2 separate regions of the Macaca mulatta genome follow, and region 2 is linked to region 1. Evidence: chromatin contacts called from public Hi-C data. All regions are on one chromosome and are shown on one strand. Each heading gives the region's core, a stretch centred on a gene start, on an enhancer-like site or on the middle of the called end of the contact. The rest is flanking DNA. Distances are from core to core; before and after follow the strand shown. Region 1 holds the start of TLE1 (TLE family member 1, transcriptional corepressor). Region 2 has its middle 130 kb from the start of TLE1.

Region 1 (5,491 bases), core at 1,512-4,011:
CACCATGTTAGCCAGGATGGTCTCGATCTTCTGACCTCGTGATCCACCCGCCTCGGCCTCCCAAAGTGCTGGGATTACAGGCTTGAGCCACCGCGCCCGGCCCATACATATTTTAAAACAACTCCAACAGTGAAATGTATTATCTAAAACAACTTCTAAAACTATTTCAAGAAAAAGATCTCTGTAAAAGCACATCTTTAAATAAAATGTATGTCTCTTTAAATAAGCTCCTTCCCATAAGTCTCTTGAAAGTAAAATAATGGGAACGTGGGGGTTATTAATACCAAAAACTTAACTATTTTCCAACATAAGATAAATACTTGTCCAAGATGTGCCCTTATAGAAAAAGTTACCACCGTTTGGCTAAACCAGCATTATTCACTCACTGCTCATGTGGAAGTAGCTCCATTGGACTGTTCTTCAAACAAAAGTATAAATGCAGCAATACTGACGGTTTTCTGCTGTGGGTGTATTTAGAGACATACACAAAAACCGAAGACTCTCAGCATTAATTATACAGCGTGTCTTGATTATTACAATCTCAAAATCCCTTTTAACTCAAGTTCTACTTCATAAGAACCGTAGCCACGTCATTTACCTAACTCTTCCCATTTAGCTCTTCACACAGCTCAGCTCAGGAGTACCACCCAGACTATGGGGGTGGGGTGTGCGGGACAGGTTTTTCAAGTCTCAGTGCTGGTTTATTACATTGTCTCTCTTTGTTCCCAGGAATTGGAAACAGACTCTTGGTCTTGTAGCTGAGAGGCTCCTAAAAACCTCAGCCGCTCCCCTCCTCTCCTAACAGCGAAGTCTGGACTTTTAAGACGAAGACCTGGGATTTCACGCCCCGGGCAAAGCGTCTCATCTGCGGACACGCGTGCCTTGTTCTGGCAGCACCCTGGGAATCCTTCCCGCCAAACGGGGCAGGACGATCTTTTTGAAAAGTGGCTTGAAATCCTGCAATAAAAACCAAATCCTACCACTTTGGGTGCAAAGGAGGTGGGTGGGGTGGGAGGACATCATAGTCGTCTCTGCGGCTGGTGTACCTACGCCAACCGTGCCGTTGCTCATTTACGCATTTCCAACTAAGTGCACAGTCCACTCCCTCTCGTACATCCGTAAAAAGGCAGCTCAAGGAAAAACAAACGTCAGATGTATTTTTCAATGTGGCCTCACTTTCAGAGTAGCATCAAACAAGGGGGTCCAGCACTGAAAAACACATTTGCTCGAATTACCAAAACCCCCCCTCCGCCTCCAGTAAGAAACTACGCAGCTAGTCTTTGAGTTACTTTAACTTAGATCTGAGGATTTTCATTAAAGGGAAAAGTGAGCAAGTGGCAGGATTTTTGCTAACTCGAGCCCCCAGCTTCCTCGGCTGCACGCTCGCCAGTCCCTCCCGCTAGCGCGCTCCTGCGCGCTCTCTAGCCAGCCCCACGTTACTTTGATTGACAGCCCAGCCCCGCCGCTCTCCTTCCCACCGACCTTCCCATCTTCAGTGCCAATCTCCGCGAATCGCCTCTTCCCATTGGATGGTTTTGCCGTCCCGCGGCTCCTCCAGGAACAGTTCCTCACCAAGCCCGGGAGGACGCGGCTGGCGGAGGAGGGGCCGGGGTGGGAGGGGAGACCGAGGAGACCGCGGAGAAGGAAGCGAGAGGACGGGGGAGGGAGGACGGCCCGTCCGGCGCTGCGCTGCCATAGGCTCCGGGGAGGCGCGCGTCAGCGCCCCACGTTGGGTGCAGCGCACGCGATTGGCTGATGAGGGCCTCCTGCCCCCCCCCCCACCTCCTGGGCCCACGTCCCCCGCCGGCTCGGAGCTCGCGCCCCCCGCCCGAGCGGGCTGGGCGGGGCCGGCGCTGGTTAGCTCCGGAGTGTGAAACCGCGTGTTAATGTAACCGGCGCGAGAGGCGCGGGCGGCGGCGGCGGCGGTGGGAGCGGCGGCTGCAGGAGCAGCAGCAGCAGCAGCAGCGGCGGGTACTCTTGTGCCCCGCGTCCCGGAGGCAGCCGACTGCGCCACCCCACCCTCGCACGGCCGGGCGGGACCCGCGCCACCAGCCCGGACCTCCGTCGTCCCGCGGCGACCAAAACCCCCGCTAGCCCCACCGCTGTGACTACTCCGGACTCGCCCGCAGAGTTTGCCCGCCGGGGAGGGTGGCCGATTGGCGGAGCGCACTCCTGCTGTTTTCCCCACCATCTCGTGGATGTCGTCCCTCGGGTGGTGAGAGAACTTTGCAGCGGGCTGGAGCGCCCTTTGCGGAGAAGCAGAAGAAGGTAAAGGAAGGAAAGAAAGAAGACCGAGGAAGAAGGGGCTCGGAAGAAGGGTCCAGAGCGGCCGAGCCGGCCGTGCAGGGCTAGTGCGCGCGAGGCGCGGCGCCCTGATGCTCCTCGGGCTCGAGGAGCAGCGGGCAGTTGCTGGACTGCTCTCGGTGGAGTAGCCCCGTCGGTCCCGGAGGGTTTGTGCAACGGCGGAGAACACCGAGTGTTGGTCGCACGGGGCGTGCCGAGTCGCCTCCCGGCGCGCCCTCCGCACTTTCCCCGCCTCGTCATCCCTCGCTCCCCGGCCAGGAGCCTCCGCCGCTTCCTCAACCTCGCTCCCCTTTGCGTCCCGGGAGCCTGCGAGCACCTGGCCGAAGGCGCAGCCGAGTCTTGCGGGAGTCGCCCCGAAAGCGTCGGGTTTGTTTGTGTGGGGTTAGCGGGGGCCGCCTCGCCACCTGCATCTCGCCCGCCGCCGCCTCGGGGAAAACCCGAAGAGGAGGCGGACCAGGAGAAGAGCAAAGAAAAGCAGCCCGTCTGGATTTGTTTGCCCAGGACTGGCGCCGCGCACGCGGATCGCCGAGGGGAGTGCGGTCGGAGTCACCGCGCCCCCGCCTCCCCGCCCCGGCGGCTGAGGCCGGGGGGTTGGAGCGCTGCCCCCGCGCACAGTCCCCGAGCGCCCGGCGTCTCCGCGCAGGTTCTCGAAGCAGCTGGGCCTGGGGCGCCCACCAATGTGGCCCTGAGGGCCGGAGCCCGCACCGACGGGAGCGGGAGCAGGAGCAGCTGGGGGCGCCGAGTGGCCGGTGCGCCCGGCCGAGCGCGCCTGCGTGCGTGGCCAGCGCGCTCCCCGCTTCTGCCTGGCTTCCCGGCTTAATTTTCCTCGGCGGGATTAAAGTTGGAAATTGACCGGAGAATTGAGTTGCCGGGGAACAGAGCCCCGGCCGCCGCCAGAGCGATGTTCCCGCAGAGCCGGCACCCGGTGAGGCGCGGCTGGGTGGTGGGGGAGCAGGAGCGTTGGGGAGGCGCTTCTCCCGGGCGGTAGGGAGACGGGTGGCTTCGGCGGCCCGGCGGACCCTCTCGCCCTCCGCGGCATAAGGCTGGGGAGGTCTGGGGCCCTCTCCTCTTGGGGTGGGGAGTGGACTGAAACTCTGAATTTTCTCCCTCCCTTTGGGCTCCTTCCTACTTGACGTCTATACTGAGCGGATAGGGGCGCTGGGGAAGGCTGGGGTTTCTCTCATGTAGCCATATCCCCCCAACCTTCCCCAAGGGGGGCAGGGCGCCCCCCCTTTGTTTCTCGTCTCGCCTATTTACATGTCAATGCGGCCCCGGTTCCGGTGCGTCTGGAGGTGGCCCTGGCGACTCTGGGAATGGGGAGCGTAAAGGAGTTGTTTTTCTCTTCTGGTCCTCCGGGTCATTATCGCCCCCGTGGGGGAAGGGGCGGCGACACCGACAATCTGGCCTGGTCTAACCGGGCCGCCGGGGAGCCCCCTTCCCTTTGGCCTGGTGACCCGGGCGCACTTAACGCGATCCGCCCTGGAGACTGGGAAGAGCTTCCGAGCCTCTTTAGAAGCCGGGGCCCGGGGAGGGTCCACTTTCCCCCTCCCCCAAGTGAAGGGGAAACTCGAGTTTGGGGCCTCATTTTCAGCCACTTCTAACTTTATTTTTTGTTTATGTCCCACCCGTTCTTTCCTTCTCTGACTTACTGCTTTATTCATCCGCCCGCATTCCCGTCCCTCGGTCCCCCTCGCTGGTCGCCCCCAGACGCCGCACCAGGCTGCAGGCCAGCCCTTCAAGTTCACTATCCCGGAGTCCCTGGACCGGATTAAAGAGGAATTCCAGTTCCTGCAGGCGCAGTATCACAGGTGCGTGTCTGGCCGCTCCAGGCGAGTGGTCGCGGGCGTCCCCGTGCCCCTTGTCGCCCAGCCGGGTGGCGGCGGCGCCTGTACTTAGTTCTTGCGTCCAGGCGGTGGCGTGTGGAGTCTCAGTTAAGACCTGTCATTCAAGTTACCCCCTTTCCTGGTTCTTCCCGGGCCGCCTCTTCTCTTGTCTCCTCCTCCTCCCATTGTTTCCCTTTTGCTGGTTTGCTGCTGTTCCAGGGAGTCCTTTTTCGTGTCTTTAGAAGTTGCATGAGAATCGTCAATATTTGCGCTTCATGTATTTATTTTTCAACAGACTGAGTTGAAACATTGGTTCAATCGATGTCTCAGTCCTGGAGTGTGGGTTCAGGGAAGCAAAGCCATGTTGAAATCGCTGTTTGCCATACTAGAAAATTGGGTTTTTGAGGCAAAGTTCATTAAAGAAGGCTAGATGCTTTTAACATTGCCCATCATTGGCGATGGTGAGGGAGGTGGGTATAATAGTGTGCAGAAGAAAGCTCACCTGCTTTGGCGTCATTTCAGGTTGGTTTGGGTAGGATGGGAGAGTGGAGTCACATTTATATCCATCTCAGCCTCAGTTTCTCTGAGTAATGAGGCTTGCCTCCAAAGGACTTATACATTTTTGTAAGATACTCTGCCAAGAGTGAACTTCCCAGAAAGGTTAGTTTCTTTCCCTTGCTCCTATGAAGTTTTACCTGATTCTAACTCAGAAATAACTGTATTGACATTTTTTGGTTTTGTCATGCTTGAGAAAAAGCACACAGATGAGGCGAAGTGGCTTGGGTGTGAATTTTCTTACTTTGTCAGGGGCTTTCTGATTATTGACCTTTTGTCTACTTGTAGATAATATCTCTGCAGCTTGAGGCATACTTGCACACACCGTGTTTACCCAGCAGGGAGAACTTCAACCCACTTTATTGCAGTAGCTACTTGACATATTTTGGCAGGGATTTAAAAACCAAAGGTTTTGAAAGGGACTAGCAATTGTAGGAGTAACTTAACAGATAGGATTTTCAAACCTAGAGACCGTTTGAGTTGGCAAAGATGGCACAGTCTATGCGTAAGAGTGAAGATTGTGCAAGGGCCGGATTTTGGTGGAGTCCAGAGAAACTGATGCAGGAAGGTAGGGAGCAGATGACCATGAGGAGGAATCAGTTAGAGGTTCTGACAGATTTTTTGCATTCTTGTCATCTAACCAGATAGGCACCAAGAAGAATGGTAGCTGAATGGACACCTCGTATTGTTCACATTATTCCTTTTCCCTATTAAATGCAAGGACAAAGCTTTTGGGTGTTTACCTAGATAGTTTATGGCTTTTCCAAATTGGTCTGTGTTTTTACTTGAAGTGCAAATATGTGAGGCAG
Region 2 (5,491 bases), core at 1,044-3,543, 130 kb before region 1:
CAAATGAGCAAAGTGAGGGTAAGAAAACAGGCTGAAACAGATCGTAGAAGTTTTCTTTAAAGTTAAATGGGTTTGTGTGGGTCCCTCACTCAGGAGCTCCTGCAAGAAAGAAAGAGCTTCTTTGCCTTTGGAGTCTTAGTGCTTTCTGTTTGAAATGAGGTAGTTTGTGATGGATTCTCCCAATAGAATACTCTCCCGTTATAAAATGCATATGCCCATACTTTGGCATAGAAGCGAGGCTGAAAGAACTCTCAGAAAATCTCTGAGTCCATTAGACAAGTTTCCCTGTGCAAATGGATCTATGTAGCTCCTTCCTGGCTTCTATGTGATGAGAAGCCTTAGTCACACGTCCGCCAACTCCACAGAGACTGTTGTCCTTTTTCTTTCACAGTGTCTCAGGTATATAAATTTGGCTGCCTAACCTTGTCTGCAAAACTTGGATTTGGGACACCATTCCTTTTTAAAACCCAAATAATTAGTAAAACAAAATCTAAATGCAAACTGGGGATGAACCCATCTTGACTCCTGAAATATGCTTTCTTTAGAAAGAGGGTAGTGAAGCTCTGCAGTTTACTGCTTGCAATGTGTGCACAAAATTAGCTTGGTTCTTTTGTTCTGTTGTCTGAGTTTCTGTCACCTTTTATTTGACTGTACTTAGGAAACAGTATGAAGGCATTTAAAAGAAGCCCAAGGGAATCTTATTTGCACATGCAAATACAAGTGTTTTTTATCATGATTAAGCTAGCTACCCCGACTTCCTTTACCTTCACTCTTCCCCTAATTTACCACCCTCTGCCCCACTCTGACACATAGTCCTGTAGCCAAGAATATATATGTGCATGCATATTCTTATATAGAAGCAAAGATTCTAAAGGCAACTGACCCGTAACCCCCTTGTGGTTTCCACTTGTGGTTTCTGCATAAACTTACTTAAGTACAGGTATCTCTTTAATTATGACATTCAGCGAAGTCCTAGAGTTCACAGCTCCCGTTTCCTCCCAAGGGTAAGAACTGTCCCAAGCTTTAACCTTGAGTAAGAAGGTAAACTACAGATGGAGAGAGGGTAGCCGAAACCTCACTGCTGCTGCTTTCATACTCACACCTGGTTTCTGAGCCTACCTTTGTTAACTCCTATGAAAGGATGCCACATAGCTAATGTCTTCCTTCGAGAAAGCTAAGAGGTCAGAGTGGCAGACTGTAAATTCATTTGATTCATTGCCTTTACCAGTTCAACCACAAATTGTTTTCTCCCACTGAGCACCATTTAATAAGCCATATCAGGTGCACAATGGAAACAGCAAACCACAGATAGAAAGGGATCACATCTTGTAAGGAAGTGCACGGGTCAGACCTGCCTTCCCACTTCCCAGCTCTTTGGTTTGGGCTTGGCCAAGTCACTTAACATTGCCCCAACTCAGGCTCCTCATTTGGGCCTTGGTTTCGTCACTTGTGAAATGGAGTTGTCCTGCAGGTCAGGCACACTATGTGAATATCCAAATCACCTGGTACTATCACCTATCACTCACCGCACTCAGCAGGTGTTCAATAAATGGTAGTCGTGATGGACCGGGCAGTAAATGAAACACATGATTTTTCTCCCAAAGAAGCTCAGAATCTTTGTCTATGTTTTACCAGCTTAATTTTGTTTTTTTCCTGGCTGAGAACCACTTCGTGTATCCTACTCTCAATTCCTGCTAAACTAGAGAAATGAAAAGTTACGTGGACACGAATCTAGAGTCAGCTTCCGACTGAAAACCTCTGCTATTGCACTGATGAGCTCTGGAATACTTTTCCCAACCCAGATGGAGTTATTAACAATAACATTATGTTCTAAGTCATTAGTAAGGACCTGTCAGAAAGGAATCAGTCCCTGCATCTTCTGGGGTTTGATAGGAAAAAAAAAAAGAAGAATTAAAAAATGTTGGAGGCTGAAGCATCAGCAACTGACATATATTCATTTGAAACAAAGACAACTTTTTTATAAAGGGATCTGTGGTGCACACAGACATGGAAAGAAAGACACTTTGGCTGCGAAATCCCCCCGTCTTCTCTGGGGAGACTCCTGCCTCCGCCTGCTGTTCATCAGTCCTGATTTTGATGGGGTGATTTTTAGTCAGCTGCCTCGATCATTTTGGCACAGACAAAAATCCTTTAAAAAATGTTACACTTCATCAAAGTGTATCATGAGACTTCACGGTCATTATCTCAATGGCCGCTCTGACGTGCCACAATTGGCAGAGACACAAACGGTAGGGGGTGTATGAGAAGAAAGCCAGCGTTTCATGTGGAAAGCTGGCAGGCCTCGCCAAGCTTCTGTCAACAACTCCGTGGTCTGATCCGATGCACTGAGCGCGCTGATGATGCTCTTGTTTCGGGAGGAAGTAAACAAGAAAATGAATTCCACCGCGCAACACAGCCTCTTTGTATCTTCAAAATGGTGTGACTGGACTCGGGCCAGCTGCGTTGAAAGTTGGGCCATTTATGTCATCAGGGCCCCAGTACTGATGGAGGCTTTGATTACGACTTGGACCCAGCTGTAAGACCCTTCGGGAGCAGCCACTCAGCAAATAAAGGCATTGATTGGTTGTTGGGTCAATTTAGCCATAAGGGGACAGAGCATGGCTCTTTTGAAAAGCCTAATGGATTAGCTACACAACCAGTCCCACTGTAGGCCTTATTTTTCAAGTAACTTCATGACGGTTTTGCAGCTTGGCAGGGAACCCTCCTCCAGAGCAAGCTTCAGAGCTGTTCTTGTTATCAATAGTGAGGCTCAAAGGATTAGACACAGCGGGCTTTACAATTTAATGAAAACAGCTGTTGAAACAACAATTACGGCAAACAATAGTTTGCATGGAAAACTATTAATTATGTAAAGTTATGCAGAAAGTGGAATACTCTTTTATTCAGGGCCTTCTAAAGCCGACTGATGAGGACAACGTGGAGCCACCTTCCATTCCGTGCCTCTCAAGTGCCAGGAAGTGGGGGTGCTTGTAGGAAGGGGCTCCATGGCGTGTGAGCTGCATGTAAGTAGAGCTCCAGGCTGCCACTTCACTGCAAAGGGAGTCAGAGGTAAAATATGGAGGAAAAGCACGTTCATTCAACTTACATTACCTTGGGCACCTCAGGTCTTCTCATACCAACTCAGGACTGCGTTTTCACAAGAATCTGAAATTCCATTTGAGTCTTAGTGGCTGGGGTCTCAACTTTAGCTTTTTTGAATAAAACCACTTCTATACTATGCTCTCCTTTAGGCCTCACTCATTCTAAGAAGACAGCGCTGAAAAAATGATGGAGCTCCTTGTTCTCTCGACTAAATCGGCTTTAATTACTTTATGACGGTCCACTGTGGACTCGCAACCATTCCCCTTCCACCTTCATTCCCTCCTCCCCCAAATGCACAGTTCATCTTCTCCCTCCACTCTCTCGGCTTGCTGGGGCTTTTAAATTCATTGCTTCTCTCTTTGCAATTTCCATCCTTGACTAACAGTGCTGGGAATTGACTTATGGCCCTTTGCCTACCCTGTGCTCCACATCTCACTTTCCTCCCCATCCGGGAATCACCAAGCCAAGAAGTCCCATTAAGAAGGTTATTAACTGTATACATAAACATTGCCTCCTGCCTACAGTTAGATTTATTTCTCATCGCTTCCAAGTAACTGGTTTTAACACTCTTTCCAGCACGCCCAACACCTTTTATTTGACTATATTGTTTTAGAAAGGCCTTTGGGAATTTAGCTAATTTCATGCTGGAACTTATTAAGTGGGATTTGACACTCTTTGATAATTCCAATAAACCATTAGTCAAGTCTCACTCCCTTCAGGGAAGGAATGAAAGCTTTATTAGTCATAGGGTCTCTGTTCTAAACATGTCACCTGAATTTAGTAGCGCATCTGTGCTGAAATACAATTGACTTTGTGATTGAATAGAACTTTCCCTGAAACAACGAGAAAGCTGTCACTGGCTATCAACAGCAAGAAAGCATCTGCCTTTTTCTGAAAATTTTCATTGGGTTCACATGTGCATTTTGAAATAATTCAGTGAATTTAACTTATCAACCTCTGAATGTTAAAATGAGAAGCATACACCCACACACCCACACCAACACTCAAATTCTCTCTGAGGACTTAGTTCAGTCTTTTCTTCACCCAGGATACAAGAATAGAGAATAATTTCCTTCCCCTCTTCTGACAGTTTAAAAAACCTTTTTTTTTTTTTTTTTTTTTTTTTTGAGATGGAGTCTGTCGCCCAGGCTGGAATGCAGTGGTGTGATCTCGGCTCACTGCAAGCTCCACCTCCCTGGTTCACGCCATTCTCCTGCCTCAGCCTCCTGAGTAGCTGGGACTATAGGCGCCCACCACCACGCTCGGCTAATTTTTTGTATTTTTAGTAGAGACGGGGTTTCACCGTGTTAGCCAGGATGGTCTCGATCTCCTGACCTTGTGATCCGCCCACCTCGGCCTCCCAAAGTGCTGGGATTACAGGCGTGAGCCATCGCGCTCGGCCAGTTTAAAAAATCTTGAAAGGTCATACCTCCAGAAAGCCCCAGAGCATAATTGAGTGTGCAAATGAAATTCATTACCATGGTCACAAACAATAATCCAATTAACATGTATTTGTGTAATACCTTTAAAATCATTCTAAACTCAATACCACATTCATCTTTGAAGTACAACGCCAGCTCAGTGCCATGTCCCAGCATACTCCAGTTCACACTTTGCACTGGAGATTACAAAACAGCATCAAGATTGCAAAAGCAATTATTCCAGTTATCCAGATGTGATTTTTCAATCATTGGAGGAATTTTTTTTTTTTTTTTTTTTTTTAGCAGTTCTTATTTCGTGGCACAGATCGCAGCGCTCACGCTGGCTCAGTTCTTACATCTCTTCATTATTAATTCAGCTCATGGAGCTTAATTGGACAAGGCTAGAGCGAATTTGACAAACATCACAGCAGCAGAAAAAGCAATCACTCTTTCAAGATGAAAATTTGTTTGATGTCTTACTGTGTAACTCATTTACTCTCCTCCGGAGTCATGTGACCTGAATGTTAATCAGCCATTGATTGGTTTCTCTCCTTGGACAGTCACGTGATCCGAATATTAATGGGCTGGCACTCCGTAGCTGTACTGTTAGGCAACCTTGTGATTGGCTGCCAGGTTAAGATACGGAGATAAGTGGGTGCTTGATGAGCACTTGACAGAACTTCACAGAAAATTAAGGCCCTAAAATAGCATGAGAAAGTCTTGTCAAATCAAGCATGATTATCATTGAATGCTTAAGGAATTCATCATCTGCATGAAATTGATACACTTCAGCACCAACAGGCCCTGCAGTCAGCAGGGACTCATCAGATTTTTATTTATATGTGTTCACCAAATCACATTAATTCTGAGAGCTAAAACATGCTAAGGATGAAGGTTATTTTCTGTTCAATCTAATTTATCTATGACAATAATCATCACTAATAATGTGTCAAATTGGATTGCAGTCA

What was found. A called contact is a pair of places that touch in the nucleus more often than the background predicts.
Region 2: a Hi-C map of fetal cortex germinal zone shows a contact between it and region 1, with 3 times the contacts expected there. The contact joins the enhancer-like site here to the promoter of TLE1 in region 1. A contact is called at or near these places in 2 of 14 Hi-C or Micro-C datasets (fetal cortex germinal zone and liver).

What each region holds. Positions count from the first base shown.
Region 1 is chr15:112,660,646-112,666,136 of T2T-MMU8v2.0, reverse strand. TLE1 (TLE family member 1, transcriptional corepressor) reads left to right here and starts at 2,761. Exons shown (of 20, transcript NM_001265628.1): 1 at 2,761-3,229; 2 at 4,012-4,112. The coding sequence starts at 3,206. LOC106993810 reads right to left here and starts at 2,191. Exons shown (of 4, transcript XR_013405120.1): 1 at 1,483-2,191.
Region 2 is chr15:112,791,128-112,796,618 of T2T-MMU8v2.0, reverse strand. No RefSeq gene overlaps it. Among named protein-coding and RNA genes, the nearest start is that of TLE1, 130 kb to the right of the region's middle. Within about 2 kb of position 2,293, at least 11 of the 40 cell types and tissues checked have an H3K27ac peak or open chromatin away from gene starts, as enhancers often do. A contact at or near this core is called in fetal cortex germinal zone, where this site is marked.